Regions from separate parts of the Mus musculus genome. Here region 1 is linked to region 2. Evidence: chromatin contacts called from public promoter capture Hi-C data. All regions are on one chromosome and are shown on one strand. Each heading gives the region's core, a stretch centred on a gene start, on an enhancer-like site or on the middle of the called end of the contact. The rest is flanking DNA. Distances are from core to core; before and after follow the strand shown.

Region 1 (4,912 bases), core at 1,497-3,996, 250 kb before region 2:
TGCTGGGATTAAAGGTAAGCACCACCATGCCCGGCTCAAGGTGTGGTCTTTTGCTGTGTATCCTAATGCTAAATACTGGCCCCCAAGGCCTGGTTGCATACACACAGTGATGCTATCTGACCTTGCTCCTTAATTTAAAACTATTGGTTGAATAAAGATGCAGACAGTCAATAGCTGGGCAGGAGAGAGAGAGAGAGTTAGTTTTTGGTTCCCAGGCTTTGGGTCTGAGGCAGGACTACGAGGGAGAGAGAGAACATGATGGAGAAAGGAGATCCCATGGGGTAAGAATCTTGAAAACATGGCCATGAGGGCTGGCCAATTGGAGTTAAGAGCAGCCCAGATGGAACATGGCAAGTCATAACTCGGGGTTATTGATTGGGAAGTAGATACTAATAGCTTAGAGGGTAGATATCTGCCCAGCTTTAGTGCATTAAAGGCTTAATATAAATCTAAAGGTGTTGTGTCTTTTATCTGGGAACTGAATGATCAAAGGAGGGGTAGAAGCCCCGACTGAGATGAAAGAAATACAGGAGAGAACTGATTTCTGTTGAAGAAAAAAACAACAGCTGGGTCAAAAAGCCAGATGGAGGATTTTCTAACTATCACTATCAGACCGAGCTGCCCCAGGGGGCTGTTAGCTGGAGGGCTGTTACCAGGTATACCGCTGTAACGGAGAAATCTAGAGAAGGCTCTCCTCCCCTCACCTGGCAACCTGCATTGCTGGGCTCAAGCTCAGGGTTCCTTACCTTCTGTACACAGCACCCAGGCCTCCACCCCGAGAGCCCCAGTGAGTCATAGGAATGGCAGGTCTGAGACTGTCAGACTGCCCCTTCCTTGCAAGCTCTGTCACCTCTGCCCTAAACAAATGCTCCAACAATCCTAAACTTGGTCAGTGTAGAGGTGATTGCTGCCAAGCCTAATGATACCGTTCTGATTCCTGGGACCCTCCAGAACTCCAGCTTCTCATCTCCACACTGCACTGTGGTAACTCCTTCTCCAATGTTATATAAGCAGGGGGAACCTGAGACCAACGTCTTGGGAGATGCTCTCTGACCTTTTGAGCTGCCTGAAGTCATGCAGAGAGCTCCAGCTGTCACTCATTTGGGGTTGCCTTTCAGTGATGCGTCTGCCTGGGAGCTAACCGTGTTCCTGTAACCCTTCACCCATATTCCTCCCAGTAACCCCAATAAACTCACTGGTTCGTCCAAATGGGCTTCCGCTGTACGGTTACTTTGGTCTGCTGTCCGTTGCCACTCTGGGGTGAGTCGATGGTTGTCCTCTGGAAAAGTGTCACACATGAAAGGCAGAAAGAGCTGAAACCATGTGGGGGGGGAGGGCCTGTAGTCAGACTGCCTACTGGCCGCAAGTCTGCAGGGCTGCATGTAGAGACAACAGCCATGTCAACAGATTCAGCAAGAATTGAAGGTCAGAGGAGACCACTACAGAACTGGCAGCCGTTGAGAGGCAGAAACAGGCCCAGCAAGATGGCTTGGCAGGAAAGGCTACTAAGCCTGCCAGCCAGTTTGAACCCTGGGTCTCACAGGGCAGAAGGAGAGAACCAACCCTCCCAGATTGTCCTCTGACCTGGGATATACATGCCTTATGCACTACACATATATACTATACAAACACACACACACACTACACACATATACCACACACACAAGATATAAGTAAAACAATTTTTTTTTAAAGATAGAAAAAGAGAGTAGTCAAGAATTAGTCTCAGGGATTACAGAGATGGCACAATGGTCAAGAGCAGTAGTTGCTCTTCCAGAGGACCCAGGTTCAATTCCCAGCACCCACATGGGAGTCTGTAACTCCAGTTTTAGGGGATCTGACGCCCTCTTCTGACCTCCACTGGGCACCATGGACACACGTGGTGCACAGAAATACATGCAGGCAAAACACTCATAACTGTAAAAGGAAAGAATGAACCTCTCTTTTGCATTTTGTTTTGCTTCTAATTTTCTTGAGACAGGGTCTCTTTGTGTAGCTGGCCTGGGATTCACCCTGTAGACTAGCTATCTCTGCTTCCCCAAGTGCTTGGATTAAAGGCATTCACCACCACTGCCCAGCCAGTTTTGTTTTTTGTTTGTTTTTCAAGACAGGGTTTCTCTGTGTAGCCCTGGCTGTCCTGGAACTCACTTTGTATACCAGGCTGGCCTCGAACTCAGAAATCCGCCTGCCTCTGCCTCCCAAGTGCTGGGATTAAAGGCGTGCGCCACCATGCCCGGCGCTAGTTTTGTTTTTAATATAGTATTTTTATTGTCTTTAAGGATTTCCTACATACACACAGTGGATCTTAATCATAGTCTCTCCTTGAGTCTCAGATCCTACCGTCAGCAACCAGATGGTAGGCGCCAATCTTATATTTTTTTTCTCTCGTTTGTTGGATGCTCTCCTGATCTCATCCAGGCTCTGAAGATGTCCAACTCTCTGGCGATGAGATGAAATAAGGAAATCTGACCTCGGTATCAGGGATGCTGTCGAGAGAAGCTACTGATGTGCAAGTGCTCTGGGAAGCCAAAAGTGCTTTGCAAGTGAGAGTGGTTATTATTTTATGGTCATCTTCACATTCCTCTTCCCTCCAGGGGCTCACAGATGGAGGTGGACTGAAAGGCAGCCCAGGGGAGCTGCTAAGAGGCAAGCCAGCTGCTGTATTTTGCACCAGGCAGATTTGTCTTTCTGGCAGGTGGGAGCCACATTCCCACGTACTAAATTGCTAATAGCTTCCCCGGGGAGTTTCCTTTCAGCTCTGACTACTGCAGTGATTGCTGTTGCTCCCGTGGCTGACTGACGCCTTCTGATGCCCTGGGCTGGCCCCGGATTTCCCATCCAGTTTTGGGTTTTGCCCCTGAAGTTAGGGATGGTGTTAAACACCAAGCCCAGCCCAAAGTTTTCAGTTAGATTTGGAGGGCTTTTGTCTGCTCTGTACTGTAACAGAGGTGGAGGTGTGATGTTCACGTCTAAACCCCCAGCACTTAGAAGACAAAGGCAGGGGGAGTGTGAGTTCAAGGCCAACCCTGGCTACACAGTCAGAATGCCCCACCCCCAAAACAAAGAGTGGGAACAAACACAAGGATTTCCTGGTTTCCAAGGGAGTGATCCCCTATATACTGGAGAGAGAGGGTGGTCAGAGGCAACCAGCTTTGCTCTGGGAGGTAGGAGCCTAGGTGTTGGGGTCACACACATTTGGCACCTCTGCCAAGAGCTGAGCTGAGATTTCCAGTCAACCTGATAAGGCCAAAATCCTCATAGCCATTCAGGTAAACCTGGAGATGAGAAGAGTTTACTACTACTCCTCCTCCTCCTCCTCCTCCTCCTCCTCCTCCTCCTCTTCCTCCTCCTCCTCCTCCTCCTCCTTTTGGTACAAGGGATTGAACTCAGGGCCTGATGAAAGCCAGACAGGTGCTATGTAATATATCCATAGCTCGGGAGCAAGATATCTGTAGAAGTTGGCTTGGGCAGGCAGGAGACCCAACATCTACCAAAGGAATGATAATAGCAGACGCTCATGCCTACCTGGCTTCAAACCCCACACCTGGTGGAAAGATTTATTTATTTCAGCTTCTGGCTTCACCTGTGACAGAGCGTGATGGTGGGCAGTGTGTGGGAAGCTGGGATGCAGAAAGAAAAAAGCTAACTAGGCCAGGGCAAAAATCTCTCCTTTGCTGGGTAGTAGTGGTACACCTTTAATCCCAGCACTGCTGGGGTCCAGCTTGGCATCCAGTTTGGGTACATGGGGAAGGTAGCTGGGGGGGCATTAGTGATCAGGGCCAAAGCTGTTGACTTTTGACTCTGTCTCTATCTCTAGAGCCAGAAGCTGATGTCTTCTGGCAATTTAACTTTTTCTTGCTATTCCAGGTCCCAAAGCAGCTGGCTCCTGGCAATTAACTTCTACTGATAGCAGCAGGGGAAAATAGATACTTGGATTCTCTCTCTTTGACTGAGGTCTCTCACTGGCCAGGCAAGAGGCCTGGAGTTCCTTAACTCTTTGTGAGCCAGAGAGAAAAGGAAAGAGAGGAAAAGAGAGAAAGTTGAGGCGTACACAGAGACACACACAGCAGATGAAGCCGAAGGCTGGACCCTTGCTTGCTTCACTATAGTTCTTAGTTTTTATACTTTCTCAGGATAATTGATCACACGGTTTTCTAAAAATGTTTATATTCCATAACTTCATAGTAAGTTTAAGACCATAGTTCATGCCATAGATTGATAAAACTTACAGAGTTGCAGCAGAATTGTTTACACGTCTTTCCAGTAAGACTAGTATCTGACTAAACATTGAGTACTTGTTACTAGCTCCAGTAGTTCATTATAAGTTTCAGGCAAGAATTTTTATGTCATAAGTTAGCACAGTTTCGACAAGAGACAAATCGTCTGCCTTGTGTCTTATTATTTTGAAGTCTTGTCTTCTCTGCCACAGGGTACAGCTTCTTAGGGTACAGAATACGCGGAGTTTGACTGGTGCTGGGCCATAGGGAGGTGCTAAGGCCCACTCAGGGTGGGAAAGTGCAGTCTGAGGCATGGGACAACTGGAGCTGGGGCCCAGGGTTCCCAGGCTCTTGGACACCCAGGGGCTGCTGGAAGTCGCAGAAGAGCTGAGAACAGAATTTGAGCCCAAGAGCTGGATCTAGCCCAGGGCTGGGGGCAGGGGATGGGAAGGAGGGCTCCGGCTTGTGGCTGGGAGTGCAGAGGCCTTATATGGGAGATTAGACAGTGGCTCCGTAGGTAAAGGCCTTCTCCATGGCTCCCCATGGCAGATCCCAATGAAAAGAGACAGTTTGTAGTTCCCAATCATTTATTGTCATGGTGGGAAGTGGAGGTAAAACCATACCCCACTTCTCAGGGTGGGCCTTTTTCAGGGAGGAATGTCTGGAAAGGAAAGCTTATTGGCTATGCCCTCCAG
Region 2 (4,563 bases), core at 933-3,432:
AAAATCATCAGCCAGGCGTGGTGGCGCACACCTTTAATCCCGGCACTCAGGAGGCAGAGGCAGGCGGATCTCTGAGTTCGAGGCCAGCCTGGTCTACAAAGTGAGTTCCAGGACAGCCAGGGCTATACAGAGAAACCCTGTCTCGAAAACAAAAAAACAAGAAAAAAAATACAAACAAAAAAATTCCCCCCAAAACAAAACATTCATACAAAAAACTAAATGGAAATATAAAATGTCCACATCCCCATTCTTACAGGGTAAAGTGAGGAGCCCTCCAGGATTGATGGAACATCACATGTATGATGCAACCCTTTCCAAATTACCTTGGTTAAAGGAAATAAGCTTAATACAGAAGAAACTGTGAAAGTTCATGTCCGAGCTGGGCTTTTTCACGGAACCGAGCTCCTGTGTAAAACCGTCGTAAGCTCAGAGATATCAGGAAAGAACGACCATATTTGGAATGAACAACTGGAATTTGATATTAATATTTGTGACTTACCAAGAATGGCTCGATTATGTTTTGCTGTTTATGCAGTTTTGGATAAAGTAAAAACGAAGAAATCAACAAAGACTATTAATCCCTCTAAGTATCAGACCATCAGGAAAGCCGGGAAAGTGCATTATCCTGTCGCATGGGTAAATACCATGGTTTTTGACTTCAAAGGACAGCTGAGGTCTGGAGACGTCATATTGCATAGCTGGTCTTCGTTTCCTGACGAGCTGGAAGAAATGCTGAATCCCATGGGGACTGTGCAGACGAACCCATATGCCGAGAACGCCACCGCCTTGCACATTACGTTCCCAGAGAATAAGAAGCAGCCGTGTTAGCATCCTTGTCAGGATGCTGCACTGATGAACCCAGATAAAGGGAAGGTGAGTTCAAGAGTCTGGGAGGTTTTTTAGTTTGGCTGCCTGGTCTGTCCTGGGATTCCATGGTCCAATCTGACCCAATTCACCTACTTCTCCAAGAGCTCAGAATGGCCATCCAAATCTCCCACTGCCATGTCTCACTGGTCTTTTATACCCTCTCCTGACCACACTCCATAACATTTTTTTTTTTTTTTGGATAGTGTTTCTCTGTGTAGCCCTGGTTGTCCTGAGACTCACTCTGTAGATCAGACTGGCCACCGAATTGCTGGGATTAAAGGTGTGTGCCACCACCGCCTGGCCTGACGTCTTGTGCTGCCCATACAGACCCCGCCCCCTGCACTCAAGCTCCTCCCCATACTTCCTCTGGGCACCATCACTGCTGGGCTTAACTACCACTTAGTCAAACCCACATGGCCTGTGCTTTTTACCACTGAGGGAGGCTGCCTTCTCAGAAGGCCCACTTGCCCTTAGTGCTGACCATTTACAGGCAGGTCATGGACTCCGGGAAGGGAGAAAACCATCTGATTTTGTATTTCCAGGCCCTGTAGGTCTGGCTTATGGACAAGCAGTGTGAACTCTAGGGACAGATCCCAACAGACGCCTGCATAGCTCCCAGGTTGGCCCATGCACTAAGGAGGCCAGGATCCACCTTGCCACACGTGCCACCCCTCAGCACCATCTCAGGCACCTCCTGAGCTATGACAATTAGTGCGAGAATGACTGGGGCATGGTATTCCAGTGGCATACCCCTGGTTTCCGGTGCAGATTTTACGGTGACAAGAGGATCATGACAAGACCGACAGGCACCAGAACCCCCTCTGCTCATGAAGAACTCACAGGCGACACGGCTTCCAAATGGCCTCACTTCTCCTCAGCTTGACCACAGCTTCTCAAGAGAACCCCAGAACCCCAGACTCTTGGGGACTTGCCTTCATTCTGCTGGGTGAATATTCCTTTGGGAAATATTGCTTCTCACCACAGGGAAAACAGCAGGACAGATGACACACCAGGAAATGCCATTTAGATTCAAGCGCGGTGAAATTTTGTCAAGCAAAAATAGTCTTTATTCAAATTTAATGGAAACAGGGGTCACTATACTTTGCAAGACGGGGAAAAATAAAATTAAAAAAAATCTTTCCTTTTAATATAAAACAATATAATCACAATACCAGAATGTGGAGCTCCTACAGTGTTACTTCCTAGGGGCTACGCAGGGATCCGTTTCTCTCCACTGTGCTATTCACAACGTTGGTAAGTCCAGAAACAGGAAACCGAAGTGGTGGGAGACTGAAGACTTGCACTTTCACTACGTGGCACACATCAAAGGGCATCGATTCAAGGGCAGACGGCTGAGCTCAGCACACCTACCTACGCCATCACTCCAGCCTGAGAAGCCAGCCGTCTGGGTGCCGAGCTCCCTATAGCCGTGGCCAGGCCTGAAAGGCAGGCGTCTGGGTGTCCTACTGTGAGTAAGGGGAGGTCTGAGGAGCTGCTTTCAGTAGAGCGGGAAGGCCTGGCGCCTGGAGGCTGACCGAGGAAGCACTGAGATTGAACAACTGAGACACACCTTTAGGGAGTTAATGTACAGCAGTGACGGGTGTTCTACTTCACTCTTGTGCTACGGCTACCAACATGTACAAAACACTTCTCGGCAGTTCCAGCGTGGCAGAGCCAGTTAGGACCTTGAGTGGGACCTGGATCTAGACCGGGAGGGCGACCTGGAAGCAGACCTGGATGGAGACTTGGACCGAGAGCGTGTTTTTGAAGCCGATTTTGACCTGGAGCGCGACTCTGCCGGGACATTGGGTTTGGATTTGGAGGTGGATCTTGACCTGGCCCGGGGCTCTGGATTGGGGGCCTCGCTCTCACCCTCTGCCCGGCTTTCCCTCTGGCCAGACTCTGCCTTGGCATGTTCGCGCTCCTTTGACACCGAGCGGGACGGTGACCGGGAGTGGTCGGTGTCCTTCTTCTTCTTGCTGCTGCTGCTACTGACTTTGCTGTCCCGCTTGCTGCTGTGTTTTCGGCTGCGCTCGCTCTTGCTGCGGCTGCGGCTTCGACTTTCGTCCCTGCTTCTCTTCCTTCCCTTCCGCTTGTCCTTGCTGCGGCTGCGGCTCCGGCTGCCCACCTTGCTCCGGCTGCGGCTGCGGCTCTTGAGAAGGCTCTTCTCCTGGCTGCGGCTCTTCTCCTGGCTGCGAGCCCTGCTCACGCTCCTTCGCCTCTCCTCCTCTGCTCTCCTCTCCTGGCTCCTGCTCCGACTTTTACTGTCATGGCGGCTGGGGCTGTGGCTCTTGGCTTTGCCGGCGCTGTCGTTGTTTTGGAGCTTGTCCTCGGCGTGGTCTTTACTCTTACTGCGGCTCTTGTCAGGGCTGCGGCTGCGACTGCGGCTCTTGTTGTCTTTGCTGGGGCTCCGGCTTTTCTCCTTCTTACTGCGGCTGCGGCTCTGACTGCGACTGCGGCTCTTGCTGCGGGAGTGGGAACCTGACCTGGAAGACAGAGGAGCCGGGTGAGTAATGGGTGACTAGCCACTTTCTGTCAGGAACTGGAGAGAGCACGGGCATGCGTGTGGGGCGTGGGAGCAGGGGAGCTGCAGGCCCACCTGGATCGAGACCGGCTCTTCGAATGGCTGCTTTTACTGCTACCACTCCGGCTTCTGCTCTTCCGGGAATGTCTGCTTCGAGAGCGAGACCTGTGGTGCAGAAAAACAAAAAACAACATAGTTTTTGAGACAAGGTGCCAGTAACCTTGGCTAGCCCGGAACTTGCTAGGTAGAGCAGGCTGGCCTGAACTCACAGAAATTCACCTGCTTCGACTTCTTGAGCCCTGGGATTAAAGGCGTTAGAAAAAAAGACAATTTAAATTGCCTGTAAGGGGTTTGACATTTGCTCAGTGGTTTTTGGAGAGGACCAGGGTTCAATCCCAGCACCTACATGGTGGCTCACAATCATCTGTAACTCTAGTTCCAGGGATCCAACACCCTCCTGAGCTCAGCAGATACTAGGCATGCCCGTGATATGGAGACCACTTGCTGATCCTGCAGAGGACTCAGGTTTGATGCCCAGCACCAACATGGTGTTTCATAGCTGTAACTCCAGTCTCAGGGGAACGGATACATCATCTAGCCTTGGCAGGTAGCAGGTACACACATAATACAGACACACATGCAGGCCAAACACCCCAACCCCAAATTTTAATTATATAAAAGATTGTCTAATTATATTAAAAAAGGCTATCTAGAGTCAACCAAGACATTCATTCCTTCAATGAACAAACAAAACAAAAGAAAAAAACGAAGCCCCGCTCTACATAATAGTTTGGCAGTGGTGCACTTGTGCTCACAGACAGGAGGTGGACTGTTTCAGGTTAGAGACGAAACAGCCTTCTGCTACACGACTGAGCTGGATCCCGGCCAGGAAACACTACAGCATAAAAATACCCATGGAGCAACTGCGTAAATATAAACATGGCTTGGATATTTGGTGAAGACAGTTATGTATTGTGTTCTTGGGGACTTTTAGATTAGTGCTATAACTTACAATGTATGAAATACACACAAAGGAAGGAAAGAAAAGAGAGAGAATACTGCAAACATATTTGCACACTGGTCTTTCAACCTTTAGGTCTAACAGTGCGCACAGGAGAGGTGTGGGGAAGCAGTCAAGTCCACTGGCATGAAAAGCAAACGAGTGAGACTCA

The links. Promoter capture Hi-C pulls out the DNA fragments that hold promoters and counts their contacts.
Region 1: a promoter capture Hi-C map of embryonic stem cells shows a contact between it and region 2, with 3 times the contacts expected there. The contact joins two enhancer-like sites. A contact is called at or near these places in 5 of 39 promoter capture datasets (embryonic stem cells and stem cell-derived epiblast-like cells), 7 of 484 Hi-C or Micro-C datasets (embryonic stem cells, gonadal supporting cells and myocytes), 6 of 115 datasets of contacts at active chromatin or transcription factors (embryonic hindbrain, embryonic stem cells, forebrain and 1 more) and 1 of 9 other capture datasets (embryonic stem cells).

The regions. Positions count from the first base shown.
Region 1 is chr4:132,153,280-132,158,191 of GRCm38.p6, reverse strand. No RefSeq gene overlaps it. Among named protein-coding and RNA genes, the nearest start is that of Oprd1, 11 kb to the right of the region's middle. Within about 2 kb of position 2,746, at least 21 of the 459 cell types and tissues checked have an H3K27ac peak or open chromatin away from gene starts, as enhancers often do. A contact at or near this core is called in embryonic stem cells, where this site is marked.
Region 2 is chr4:131,899,055-131,903,617 of GRCm38.p6, reverse strand. It overlaps Srsf4 (serine and arginine-rich splicing factor 4), which reads right to left. Exons shown (of 6, transcript NM_020587.2): 5 at 3,467-3,556; 6 at 1,893-3,353. The coding sequence ends at 2,546. Gm12992 (predicted gene 12992) reads left to right here. Exons shown (of 5, transcript NR_102393.1): 5 at 257-4,140. It also overlaps the pseudogene Gm12978. Among named protein-coding and RNA genes, the nearest start is that of Gm12992, 19 kb to the left of the region's middle. Within about 2 kb of position 2,182, at least 14 of the 459 cell types and tissues checked have an H3K27ac peak or open chromatin away from gene starts, as enhancers often do. A contact at or near this core is called in embryonic stem cells, where this site is marked.